Linked DNA regions of Columba livia: region 2 is linked to region 1. A link is a contact called in public Hi-C data. All regions are on one chromosome and are shown on one strand. Each heading gives the region's core, a stretch centred on a gene start, on an enhancer-like site or on the middle of the called end of the contact. The rest is flanking DNA. Distances are from core to core; before and after follow the strand shown. Region 1 holds the start of CENPP (centromere protein P). Region 2 overlaps CENPP (centromere protein P).

Region 1 (6,794 bases), core at 885-3,384:
ATTCATTTTTACCTGTGCAAAAAACTTTCTTTGGCCAACTCAATTTGCAGTGTCCCTCCTTTCCATTTAGATTTATTTAAAACTGACATGCCTATAAAACAAGGAAATGGAAAATGAGTATTTTCTACGTAAAAAAATACACATTAGACCTAACTACACCTCCTTCTAAGACAGACTAAAGTTTCTTTAGCACTTCATTACTCACTGAAGTTTATGTCTGAAAGGCCTAATATCCAAATCTTAAACAAAAAGGTATTAATCCAAAATTAAAGTTCTGACTTCAAAAGAGTCATTCAAGTCTGTCTGGTTCAGTTCAAATTCAAAGCTCAAAATTCAGATACATGTACTCTGAAGTTTTTTACAGTACTGTTGGATAGGTCCTTCTCTACATAAGAACTTCTGTACTTCAGCTTTCCTATTCCTAATGGCAGCATCCCCTGGATAAAATGACGCCTTACCAACCCCTCTCTTCAGGTACAGGTACCTTCACCTGTCATTTTGCTGCTACACAATACACAGGTGGTATTATAACACTGCCAGTAGTTTTGTAATCCAACCATTCTGGGATTTACAAAATTGCTCTAACAGAAGCATGCTTTACATAAACTCTGCTTTAGGTTTCCTCTCATGTCAAGTCACTTCTACTGTTTTATGGACCTGATGAAAGTGTTCAAAGCACATTTCCTACATCTTTTCATAAAAGGTCTAGAACAAACTCATAAATTGCTTATTTCAGTCACAACTAATCTTCTTAATGTTCTTACACCTATTTACTGAAAACTCCAGTAAACCACCTTCCATAAAATTGCAGCTTAAAGAAAATTAATATGACAACAGAATCAAAGAGGGTCTACCTTGACCACATCCTGATTTGGCTCAAAAACATGAATTGCTTAAAGAAAAAAAAAAAGTACTTACACTTTCTAAGATCTGCATCAGAAATGCTGACACTGATGTAAGCAAAAGTTTTCATAGGGTTCCCTGATAAATGATAAACATTCAGTTAACTTCTATGTCATTTCAGTGTTTCCTTTAAAACTGAAAATTAAGCTATTTCCTGAAAATAAAGGGTCTCTGAAGCAAAAGCACACAGCATTGCACACAACACATTGAAAGACAATCCACTTTTAAAGGATAATGCAAAACCGTTACCTTGATCATCTTTTCTGGTAATAATCTCTGCATCCAAAACATCCCCAAACTCGCCAAATCTTTCTTGCAGTTCAGCCTTAGAAACCGTATGGCCAAGCCCTCCAACGTATAAGCGTTTTGAGACCGGTTTCTTCTCCATGTTGAAGAGTCAAACTGTCCCACCCATAGCACACACTCTGTGTTGCTGTAAGAAAACAGTAACAGCTCCCTAACACACTCTACAGATTAATGCAACCATAATACTAAATTATAGAACAAATCATTCCATCATACATCCTCCACAAAGAACTTTTTGGGAAGAAGGCCCCTTTACTTTGGATTATTATAATGCGCTCTGCCTCAGTGCCACTAAACAGTGTTGCTGTACATAACTAGGGTTTAGGTTTTGGGTTATTTTTAAGCCTCAGAGCCTATGAGTGGGTGCACGGCGGTGACAACAGCTCTTACAGGTATGAGCTCGCTAGGGATTTTCTGAGGGGGGAAACAGACACAGGGACGGGGGCGAACAAAGCGGGAGAGGAAAAAGCGGCGCGAGCCACCCCAGACGCAGCTGCTGCCTCCTAGGAGAGAGCGAGGCCCAGGACCCAGCCAACGGCCCAGGAGCACCCCCGGGAACCAGCACCCCCGGGAACCAGCACCCCCGGGAACCAGCACCGCACAGCCCCCGCGACACCCCACTCTCTCACCTCCTCCATGTGCGGGCCCCGTAGCGCAACTCAATTTATCGCCCCCCAGCATCCCTTCACAGCGCTCCCTGGGTTCCGCATCCTGTGGCTGCTGGATGCTCCTCCGGCTTCCTGTTTCCGACCGGTCAGGTGTGAGGGGAACACACAGGCTGGGTCGTGTGACCGCGGACGGTTCGGGCGTAACTAAGCGGGAAAAAAAGTAGGGGGGTTTCTGCGAGACGTTAGCAAAAGAAAAAAAAATTAAGGAAATATCTAACAAAATAATGATTTTGATATCAGTATCAAATAATGACTTATAGAAGCGCTAGAAAGGCGGTTCTCATTTTTTGCCAGAGGGAAATGAAGGCACAGCCAGCGCCCTCTGCTCGGGGAGCAGTGTGGTAGCGCCCAGGTCCGCAGCGGGCTGGTTGGGCGCGCAGTTCGAAGGCTCGGGGCGCGAGCGCGGCTGCCGCTCCTCCTCTGGGCGCGGAGCGCGCGCGGCGTCTCTCCCCTCAGCGCGCGGCTCCGGTCCCTCAGCGCCGGGCTCGGGGTGTCGGGGTTGTGGGGACCCCTCCGCTTGCTGGGGCTCTGGGGTCGGAGGGGGCTGCAGTTGCTTTCCTTGGGCGTGCGTCGAGACGCCCGGGCAATCACCGGCACCTGTGAGTCTCAGCCCGTGCTTTGGGACGAGCTGGGAAGCAGCGGCTCGTCTGAGGCGTTTCCAGCCGTCACCTGTGAGGTCTGGAGGGTGCAAGGAAAGCAGCGGCACGCAGAACCCCACCAGCTCGTTTCTCACAAACTCTTGAATGATTTTCACAGCTCTTGTGGCAGTTTGAAAGCAAGTGTATAGGCGTGTATACTGGCAGGTACGTAGAAATGTGAAATATTTACCATAAATGCATCAATAGATACGTCTGTGTGTGCTTACAGTGACGAGAAACGACTGTTGTTAAAGTGGTGTTTTATTTAATAGAATGTGTGGGTACTTTTTTCTGGAGGTAACGGTCTTTGGAGTTATAACTAGTCTTTGAGTCTTCTGTATTTTAGAAAAATCACTTGAGTTAAAACAGCCGTAAGCAGAATATCTGCTCTTTTACTGTTTTCAAAACAGCCAGTTGTTCAAAGAGGAATTAGCTAAAAACCTAGGATGGAGTTCTGGTTATTGTCATGTGTGGATGTTTGTTGTTGTTTTGTTTGTTTGTTTTTTGCACTCTACGTACTCTGTGTTATGACCAAAACTTCCTGCAGTGTATCCAGATCAAAAACAAACAAATGAAAACAAGCAAACCTAATGGTGTGCATTGAAAGCTGAGAGCTTCTATTTCTTGTCCCTGCTGATCTTGTTTGTTGACATATGTTGCATAAGATTGCTTTAAAATTTCAGAGGAAGTCATGAGTAGGTACAATCTCAGTGATTCTTCAGTTGCATGTGCTTTCTTTATTCACTAAATAAGTTTCTGTTGCAAAATGTGTTTTGAATGTTGTTATGAAATTAACCAACAAAAGTCTATTTCCTCCCTATCCCTTTCATCCCTTTTTATTGAACCATGTTAATGTGGATCTTGCAAGTACAGTAGGGGTTGTTTAAAAACACGTAAAACTAGTTTGTTTTTTTCTAGTTGTAAGTGTTAATACATCAGTATTGAGCTGCATAACGTTGTCCACTGTCCTTTGAATGTGCCATGTCTAGGCTGAATGTCAGATTTTATTATTTTGTAAAATTGATGTTTATGTATTTTGAATTATTTGCAAAACACTTTTTTTTCTTTGTTACTCTTTACTGCTGTTTACTTGAAAGGCATATTATGTTACTGTGTTAGTAGTAACAGGGAACAGCTGTGCCTCACTTAATCAGGTGGATTGTCAGGTGAATTGCTCAAAGCTGGATTCCGTTTCTTTGCCTTCTACCTGCAGAACAGCTTGTTCTTCTATTACAGCAAATGTAAAATAGCTGGTTACACTCCTGGAGGAAATTGTCAGTTATCATGTTTCTCAGAAAGCTTTGTTACATTTAGAATTGTGGAAAAACGTGACTTTTCTGCTCTCGTGGTTTCTACTTGCAGACCAGTGTCTTTCTAAGTGGACTTTCTATGGTCTAAGGTTTATATGTTAATCTTCTGTAGCAAACAGCAGCATTTGACACTCGAGAATTTTTTACAGAGGTATTAATTATTGTACTTGTCAAAGCTACCTGGGATATTTAAAAGTTGTGCGTAACAATTCTTCAGTTTTCCGAAGTCATAAAATAAAACAGCACTGTCATTTTAAGTAGAGGGGGTAGGAGAAACAATTGCCTAATGTCATATTTTCATTTCTTAAATTAATTCCTTGGATAAAAATAATTTATTTGGAAAATGGTTTACTTTTTTTATGTGGTCTAAGAAATATACTGTTCTTGTTTTGTGTAGTAACAATTCTGAGAAATGGACAGCAGCCTTTGCCAAGCTTACAAAGATGAAATCCAGTCATTGGAAGAAGAAATTAGGCTATTGACTGAAAAGTATGAAGCTAACCAACAAGAATCCGTCTCTTTTTCTGAAGAGGAGATATTAATGTCAATGTATGCCTTTTTTTTATATGTTGGATTCATACTGTTTATTTGTCAAAATTGTTTAGGATAAGCTTTTGCCTCTATGTTGGGACTTTATGTTATTCATAAAGTGCTGATCTTGTTTAGGACATGACCTATATGTGGTAAAAAGTTACAGATCATGAATAGTTGATATTTTTTTTTTACTGCCTTCTGTTGCTAGTTTGTGTTTTGGGGGGTTTTGGCTTTTTTGCTCTTCCTTTCCCCCCCCCAAAATAAAGGCAGTTGGAGTGATCAGAGCATCATAACAGCTGCCTTACTGTGTGAGCCCTGCAAAGTTGATTGCAAAGGCCGTGTTTTCCATTATGCACTGTGAAACAGATCCACACATTTACTTAATTAAAAAACTGGGAACAGGTACGGGTGTGACTAGTTATGTGCTAAAGAAGAGCTATGTTAGGGCTTTTAATTTCCACTATTTAACTGATATTCTATAGTAAATGTACACACTGTAGAAAAAACAAGCCATTCAGATGAGTAAAGGCATCATAGCTCTTTTTTGTTGTACGTTCCTCAGAATAGCTACTTGCATCTCAAGGCTAATAATGAAGGCTGTGTCTGCCTGGCAGTGAACATAAAGTATTTATGCAAGTTAGAATAGCTTACTGTTCCTAGTAATTATGCTGTAACTGAAATCTGGCTGATCTTGTTCTGAAAATCATCAGATCCCATTACAAATGCCTTTTATTTAATGGTATTGTTGTATTGATGACAAAACATGTTCTTATGTCTTGATCTTTTGTCCTTTTGATTTTTATTTTTGAATTCTAGTAATTCATTCCAGAAAGAATTTCAGAGACAATCTGGAGGACATGGATTTCCATCAGACCTGAAAGCTGAGCTGGAAAGTCTAGAAACAGATCTCTCATTTTTAATGAAATTTACTGGTATTCAGTTCACAAGTCATTGCAAGAAAACAGTGGAAAAAAGTAAGCAATTTTGTGCCCTTTACTGGTGCTAACCTGAACATACTGTTTCAGTTCGTTACATTTGCAAATGCATGTTGTAATTCTGCTTTCAACGTTAGCAGAAATAATTATTTTGAAATACAATAGAATTGTCAATAGAGAAAAAGTAGTTTCTGAGTAAATATGGTACTTTGCATACTGGGAAAGTTAAAGACTACAGTGAAGTTAGTTGTTTGGGTTTTTTTAATGAGTTTAACTTGACTTTTTAATTTATATGATGGGTGGTATCTGTGGGTACTTCAAATATCACTAATAGAAGAAATACAATAATTGTTGAATAAAATTATAATAAAGTGTTTTATTTACTTTATTTTATAACAGCTAGAAACAGAACAGTGCAGAAGCACAGATTATTGGGGAATTGCCACTCCCTGTCTTTTGAATTGGAATTCCAGCTTCTTGAAATGCAGGTAAGGATCAATGCAACCAGGCAAATGAACAAAACTTCAAATGGTATCTTGTCACTTCGATTGCCTGAGTCTCCTTAATCTAAGCCTCAGTGGGTAGTTTTCACCCTGTAACAGCTGGGCCCAACTTTTGAGTTCCATGCTCACCCAAGCAAAATAATTCTGAAGGTCGGGTTCTACATTCAGTCATGAAATTCTTACTGTGTTCTCCAGTCAGATCTCTTGTTCTGGACATGGGAAAACTCTGAACCTTTCTTCTATTGAGGAAACTGAGGAAAAGCTAAAACACTATAAACTTGAACAGTTTTCTGTTTTGTTTCTTTTTTTTTCTGTTTTCCTTTTGTTTTTGTTAAATTTGTAATAGCTTGGCTACTGTGACTAGTCATTACATGGTAGGACTGCACAGAAATTACACTATTATGGATTTTTTGCAAGGAAACTCTTTCATAAGAATCTGTTAGCACAGAATTCAGAGTGGTAAGCAATGGAAATAATCTGTTACCCCAGTTTGTAACAATGTAGCCTAACCCTGCATTTAGCCTTGAGCATGAAAATAGCCCACATGATTCATGTGGCTTGGCTAGTTTAGTGTTCATTTCTCACCTGGATGCTCCTGCAGAATGATGAAATCATCTTAGTGTCAGTGGAGCTCAGGTGAGTAACTGGATGTTAAGTATATTTACATCTGTGTTGGTGATGCTTAAATCCATTGGACCACGAGATGGCAGCACTTGTCTATGTAATCCCTGAAACCTGTGCTGCTTCAGTGTTCATGAAATCCACTATTCAGAGTAAGTGATATGTAGAATATCGAGTGTATATATTAAAAAAAAAAGCAAACAAACCAAAACAAAACCAAGCACTTGAGTTGAAAAAATATAATTTTGAGTTAATGTTTTGCATTTTTTTTTTAAATCAAAGTACATGATACCTTTAAATTACAATTTGAAAAGCAATGAAGACAATATATCAATTTATCTTAAGGTAGTAAACTTTGAATTACAAATATTTGATG
Region 2 (7,302 bases), core at 2,279-4,778, 130 kb after region 1:
TCAAAACCATGGCTGTGTAGGTTTTTCATTTATCCTTGTATTGAGATGTTTTGTGTACACGGGTTTATACAGAGCTGCTCTTGCCCAGTCGGGCAGTGGAGAGGAAGGGAAGAGCAAAAAATAGGGTGTTTCTTTTCTTTCATTTCTCAGTTACATTGTATTGGCAGACTGTTTTGTCTTGTCTGTTGAAAACTGAGGTGCCTGTTGAGACAAGGAAAGTTAAATCTTTTGGAGAGATTCTTCACTGATTTAGGGCTTGCCACTGTGCTTTAAAAATACAGGAAAGTGAAAATCCTTGTTACATGTTCATGTTGGTGACAGCTGTGTTACAGTACAAAATATTTTACTTAATTGAAATGCATTAACAAATTTATTGCCCGATACCTAAAAATGAAACTCATCAACTTAAATGACATTTCCAGAAAGATAATTGAAAATTTATGTGCAATGTGAATGTATATGTGATGTTCAGTTCGTGACAGATTAACATAGTTTGTGACTTGAGGATAAAAATTCTTGGTGAACTGAGTGCAATGTGCACTAAGGACAGATAGATTGTAGGGCCAGATCTCATAGATTGAACTGTATTTTTCTGGGCTGGCAGAAGGCTTAGTAGAAGAAGAAATACAAACTAATTTCTAAAAATGTAATTGCTGCACTTCTGTTTTGTAGCTTGGTGATTGCTGGTTTTAAGTATCTATGTGATCACGGTAATAGTAAAATCATTCCTTTTGTTGTTATTTGAGTTAGACTGTAATTTCACAACCCAGCTGCTGCTAACCCGGCGGCCGAGGCTGTGGGTTCAGAGTCCCCTCCGCTCACCAGCATTGTTTCCCATTTGGTGGCTACTTATAGGATTGACAGAAATTTTTGCAGTGGGCAGCAGGCTGGGAGCTTGTTTGATGCTTCTGGAATCTAATCATGTTGTTATTGGTATTCTACAGTATCTAGAATTTTAATAATTTTCGCAAATAGTTTGTATTTTAATTCCTGAAGTTACAGTTATGTTGTTATTTAAGGTCTTGATGGTACCATGTATGTGACATCAGTGGATGATACTGTGGCCTTAGCTGAGCAAAACACACATAATTCACCCCAAATCAGAGCCTAAATGGAGCATCTTTGGTAACTTTGGAAGTAGTTTACATTTGCAGAGCAACTAGTAGTAGCATGACTTGCACAGTGCTCTTTATATACAGCCCTTCTAACAGAATGCCAAGTTCAGAATTAGTAGTAAGTGTGATCTATTGTTCCATCTAAGAGCAGAGCAGCATATTTTCTGGGTAAGTGGGTTAGAAGTAAGTTTGTCTGCTTTCAGCTTAGCTTCTGCCTTCCAATTTTGCATTCTTAGTCGTGGTGCTTAAGCTGAATGACTTAAAACACTTTCCTTAGAAGAGTTTTAGGTTGCAGAATATTGCAATGTGATTTAAAACAGCTGAAGAATAGTATATTTTGTTTTAAAATAGATACTACAAGTTTATTCACTCACATGCCTCTGTGTATCTGTAAAATCTGTCAAGGGAGAAAGGGCAGGCAGAGTATTCCATCCCGATAGCTGTCCCGTGGTGAGTTGAGGCTATTTCTGTTTTAGACAAAAGTTCCCATCAGATTCCTTGCTTGGACTCCTGAAGGAGCTGGAAAAGCTATTTCCGTCCAGAAGTAATAATAGCATGAGCTTTTGGTTTTGATCATAAACCGACATTTAAAAGTCATCTGAGGAAAAATATTTCTTTATTAAAGTCAGTTTTTGCTTAATGCAGTTGTAGCTGATCTTTCCCATCTGGTATCGCACTACTCGAGGTGTCATCTTCCAGCTGCCTGGTGCCCACCTCATGACATCCCACGGGAGTCCCTGACTGTCCCGAGGGACCCTTTGGTGGATCAGGCCGTCCTGTTACCCACTTATTGCTCCACTTTGCTTTTCCTCAGGGAAAATTTAGAAAAGTTGCACAGCAGAGAATATGAGGTGATAACCCGGTACCCACAAAGTGTATTTGGAGTTACAGTTCGGTCAGAACTATTGCAGCTGGTACACAAGGTGTGCCTGGTGTTCATCTACGTGCCAGATCCCCACGTTTTACCTGTGGGATACAGATGTCAGGCTTTATATGTGGAATATGAAAGGTAGATCCTGGGGCTTGTTCCCGGAACTGTCAGTGTTTAACATCACTTGCTTACCCCTGGGTGCGGCAGGTTTGCTCCCTGCCTCTGCAGGGTGGCTGTCAGGAGTCACCCCGGGCTGCGGGACGGTCGCCCCCTCGTGCTGCTGTGTGACACCAGTACAGCCACAGCTCTGGCCTGTAACGCGCCTGACGAGACGTGCAGGTATTTGCGCTTTGGCTTTTTGTGTGTTTTGCACATTGCTAAAGTATCATCTTTCCTGGATTTTATCCCAAACCCTGTGAATTTCACACAAGATCAGATTCTCTCAGCATTCAGACAGATGTCAGAACCCCTGGCACGCCTTTGAGGCAAAGAATAACCGCTTGCTGTGTGCAGAACTCACCAGTGCAGTCTCTCCTGGGTACAGAGGAGCTTTTAGACAACAGAAAAACACAACTTTGAGATTTCCTTGCGATACCTCTGGTTTCTGTGCAACATAAAATACCACCCGCTAGGTGGGGGTAAACGCATTGGTTATGGCAGCTGCGCAGGAACTCCCAAACAAGTCATGGGTGCATTTTACAGCGGTTTGACAATTGGAACTCTTATCTGCTGCCTCTGATCTGTTTTCTCTTGTGACTCCCAAAGGCCTCGGTATGGTCATGTGAAGACACAACATGAGTTGGTGTTTAGCTGTGGTATACTTGGGATCTCTTGTAAACAACGAACTTTGAGTTGAGTTCACCAGATATAATCCTAAATGTCTAGTATTTGCAACTTGGACCTAAAGAGGTCGCTAGATGCTCCAAGACCTATGATATCAAACAAATGAAGGTATGTAATGAATATCAAAGATGTGGGTTCTTGAGATGGAAAGCCTGAAAAACTTGTTTTATTTTATCATCAGAGAAGCGTAATTGCACAGGTAGTAGAGCTGAAGAAAGGTCACTGTTCTGCTGGGCGACTGACCTCGCATCGGCCACGTTTTCATGCTGTATCTGCCGCACGCTTTGTTGCCCCTTATGTGTCTTTGTTCCCAGGACAGAGCATGGTCTTTATCCCCATGGTAAATGCGCTACTAGATACTTGGTAGACGTTAAAACTGGCAAATTCCATGTGTTCTATGTCATTTGGCATTCTGCACAAACCCCTTTTAGTTTGTCATAAATTCCTAAACCCCAGAGCAAGGTCACATCTGGTAGCAATTTCAGTCTGCCAGATGAGGCGTAATCCTGTAAAACCCAACTCATTTTCTCCAGTGCTTTTCGGAGACGAGCTCTCCTGCTCCTTTTCCGTAAGACTTACCGCTTGCCCCGTGAGCGCTGCAGAACCATTTAGGCTGTGACAGCCTTTTCACACTTTATAAACTGCAAATTTTGGAACAGGGCTTTGTAACCTGTACATAAGACAGCACAAGCAAGTAATAGTGTTAAAGTCTTCACAACAACCAGCTGTGTCTGGACTCTGTTTTCTTTTGCAACAGCACATCCCTGCAGGGTGCAGGAATCGTGTTCTCTCTGTGTGTTGATGTATATGCATCTCATACGCCGAGTAACCTGTCACCAGATATGCTGCAAAACTTCTCAAGGATCCACACATAGCTACTATTCTGCTTTTATGCACTTTTAAAATAATTATAGCAGAAGTTCTGTGTCTTAGGTAATTAAATATATACATATTGGAGGCTGTAAAATATTAGATGCACTAACCAAGTGATGGAATGATAATCTGATCAATTGTTGTACACTGGAGTAATTCAAAATAGCTCTAACTCCCATTAATGTGGAATTTAGTAGTAGTCAGTAGCTTAGTGTGTTTTATCATGTTTCCATTGTCCCGTTATATTGTGATAATAGTGGTTGTTTTGGCATCTGGTTGCCCTTATGCCCTTACGCTGTGTGGAACTGGGTGATGCTCTTTCTCAAAGGAATATCAAAACAGTGTACTAGTAAGGTTGTTTAAACTAAGGGGGAGGGGGACGTGACAGGTGATGTATTATAACGTGCTATTAAATCAAATTAACAGAGCTTGGTTAAAAATATTCTTTCAAGGTTTTCTAGATCTTGCACAAGGATCCCTAACAAGTGTGTGATACTGTTTTCTCCTCTGAGGTGACCCAATTTATTATCTCTTGATACCACACGAATGATACTAAAAAAAGAAAACAAAACAAAAACTCAAACCATCAAAACTTTATTTGTAAGAGCAGAATTTTAAACTATTCATATTGTTACTCTTAACTATTACAAATGGAAGCTAAGAGTGGCAGCATATTAAAATCCACTGCAATGCAATGGGCAAGAACCACCTTGTCTACTCTGATTTTTCTGACCTAATTTGTATCCTTTTGAACTTGTTTATTCACAGGCCAAATATCCAGACATTGTGGCCCTTCCGGATGGACTGTGGGGAGATTATATAATCCTGAGGAACCCCAAAGTGTCCGGGTAAGCCAATAAATACATTTATCGATTTATGATTGTGAAAGGCATATTGACAATTTATACGTAATCAGTCTGCTTGAACATCGTCACTCTTTGCTTTGTAATGCCTCTAAACGCAGGGATCAGATGATCTATGTTACGTTTTAGGGCTATAACCACACATGAGGAACACTAGGAGGAGGAAGAATTTTAAATTACAAAAGTATATGTCCAAGTCCCCCTGTCAGGCCAGGCCAGCGCGGCCGTCCCTGCGACAGCTCATGCTCACCCAGCGCTGCTGCTCTCTGCTCTTCCTTGCATTAAAGAACACAAAGAAAATCACAGTTACCGTGTTACTGAAAGCAACTGTAGCTGAATTTTTCCATTGTTTTAGAAGAAAATCAGATGAGAGAGGAGATAATTGCACTGCCATTTATTGTTATTGCTCTATCAGACATGCTGGAGTGGTTTGGGCTCCCTGCCGGACACCTTCTGGCAGGTTTGGGCTTCTAAACAGAGAAGAAAATTCCTTGAAGTAGCATGTAAGACAATATTATTATCACTGTCAGGAATTCTGTAAGGGCCAGGAAAAGTAGCTATTTTGTGAAGGGATCAGATTGTTCCCTTCTCCTATGACATCTTTGCTATAACATGCTTTAATTTATATGGAAATAACTAGAAATAAAGCATAGCTCCCTCTGTCGTATTTGGAACTACCAAATAAACCATAATAGATAGTGTTGTCTCAGTTTAGCCAAGTCTGCCGTTTAAAACTAAATGCTCTGGGTTGCTGAAATGACTTGTTGTTAGACCATCACAGAAAACAAGCTGCTTTATTTCGTAGTTTCTCTTCATGTTGACAGGTGTCATGTTCCATTACACGTTGCCTCTCACCCACCATCATAAAATACAAGAATTTAAAAATCATTTCCCGAGCAGTGATGGGTTCCTGTGCCCAGCAGCTTTGAATGAACTCAGGATGGTTATTTTTAAAAAAATTAAAGCAAACAAATGCAGCAATCTAGGCCATGGATGTATTTATCCCTGTGTGTTATCCTAAGAAGCCCATGAACAATATTGGGGTGAATCTTATTCCAAACCCAAAACATCACTACTTCTGAATCAGTTTTCTTCTGTACCTGGCACAATAGCTGACCCCAGGTGCAGACGTCACATAAGGGGCCAGGAGGAAGGGAAAAATCAGTCTCTCATTTTCTGTCTTTTTCTCACTGCTCCAAAAACCCTACTATTCACGAGACAAATACAAGAACCGGGGGGAAAAAATCCTCGAGGTTGCTTCATTTCCAGCTATGTTCAAATTTTCAATAACCTTTCCTTGGCAGGAGATGAGCAGTTTTCCTTGGTTCAAAACATGAGTATTTCTGATTTCCAAACAGAGAGATGGGCAATTTGCATTACCTGAGGTGAATTCTGTTTAAGAGCGTAATGAGTGTGAGCCTCCTCAATACTGTACTTTCCGCTTCGAAGAAACCTTAAAGACAGTTGCCTTGTTAACACTCACCTAGCTTGTCTGTATACATGATACAGGTTTGAATTAATGATTGTTTGGAAGATACATCTGGATGAAGAAGGGAGAACTACACCTGTTCTGGACCTGCTGACCAAAGTACCAGAGCAAGGTAACGTCATTTACTCCAGAGCCCCTTTCTGAGCTTTCAAGTACAATGCCTGTCCTACATTTTTGGCAACTTTAGGTAAAGCTGAAATCCATCTTGCAGAACCCAACCAAGCAAACAAATGTCAATTTAGCAAGCAGCTTAGCGTCACCTCCTGTATAACTGAAAAGGGTTTACAAAACTTGTATCCTCCTCTTCTCGACAGCAGGTAACCTGTTTTATCAAGAAGCGCAGTGCAGCTCTTCAAAAATAATGTTCATTGTTACATTTTCCTTGCAGTTTTGGAGCAGAACAGGGCGACCGTTGAAAACGCACCCGCCCACTTCCGCAGCCTGCTGCTGCTGCTCGGGGCCGAGACAGCCATCGAGAACCTCATCAAAGCGCTCGACTTGGAAAAGTGAATGCCAGCATTACTTACAACAGGTAGCAATTTCAAAAGTAGTTTTAATTAAGATATTGTGTTACACAGTCTATAATTTTATTGAATATAAACATTAAGTTATTTTCCATTTAGAAACCATACTCATAAAACATGCTATCTGTACAATTATGGCACGTTATATATAAATTGTCATGACATGAAAATAAATACAGCCATTTAAATACAAAAATGCCAAATAAAATAGTTACATGTACAGAGTGATTTCATTATAAATTTATCTTTCTGAATCATTAATGTACCAGAGTGGTTTATCTTCTTAACATTTTCTAGATACCTGGAAAGTGTTAAAAGATCATGCACTGTCAAAATCAAGTCCATAAAAATCCATTTCATTTCACAGCTCCGTAAAAGTACAGTGATTTTAAAATGACAAGAGAACAGTAAGAGACTCCTAGAACAAAGACTTAAATAGCTTTCTCATTAAATAAGGGTGGAAGTAGACAATTTGAAGATTTGAAACACATACTATGCTAAAAGAAGTAACTGTATGAAGTAACTTTTTTCCACAATGCGTAGAGACCGCATTAAACTAAACAAGAAAGGCCCATTACACTTCTGTAAAGAGAGATGGATGAGTTAACTGCTGTCACTGCAGTGCTCCGTTGGGATTTCCTGCTCCTAGGGGGAATTCTAGTAGGTTACATGTTACGGAAGCATCACATTTCATACATTCATCCCTGAAGAAACAAATCAGATT

The links. Hi-C and Micro-C count contacts between places; a contact is called where the count stands out from the background.
Region 2: a contact with region 1 is called in a Hi-C map of liver, with 2.5 times the contacts expected there. The contact joins the enhancer-like site here to the promoter of CENPP in region 1. A contact is called at or near these places in 2 of 2 Hi-C or Micro-C datasets (crop and liver).

The regions. Positions count from the first base shown.
Region 1 is chr10:4,683,630-4,690,423 of bColLiv1.pat.W.v2, forward strand. CENPP (centromere protein P) reads left to right here and starts at 2,135. Exons shown (of 9, transcript XM_005508881.4): 1 at 2,135-2,680; 2 at 4,223-4,374; 3 at 5,176-5,333; 4 at 5,694-5,782. The coding sequence starts at 4,238. NOL8 (nucleolar protein 8) reads right to left here and starts at 2,045. Exons shown (of 17, transcript XM_065074501.1): 1 at 1,839-2,045; 2 at 1,153-1,336; 3 at 919-981; 4 at 13-91. The coding sequence starts at 1,291.
Region 2 is chr10:4,815,288-4,822,589 of bColLiv1.pat.W.v2, forward strand. It overlaps CENPP (centromere protein P), which reads left to right. Exons shown (of 9, transcript XM_005508881.4): 7 at 4,471-4,550; 8 at 6,075-6,166; 9 at 6,443-6,798. The coding sequence ends at 6,564. It overlaps IPPK (inositol-pentakisphosphate 2-kinase), which reads right to left. Exons shown (of 15, transcript XM_005508882.3): 15 at 6,590-7,302. Among named protein-coding and RNA genes, the nearest start is that of ECM2, 24 kb to the left of the region's middle. Within about 2 kb of position 3,529, at least 2 of the 3 cell types and tissues checked have an H3K27ac peak away from gene starts, as active enhancers do.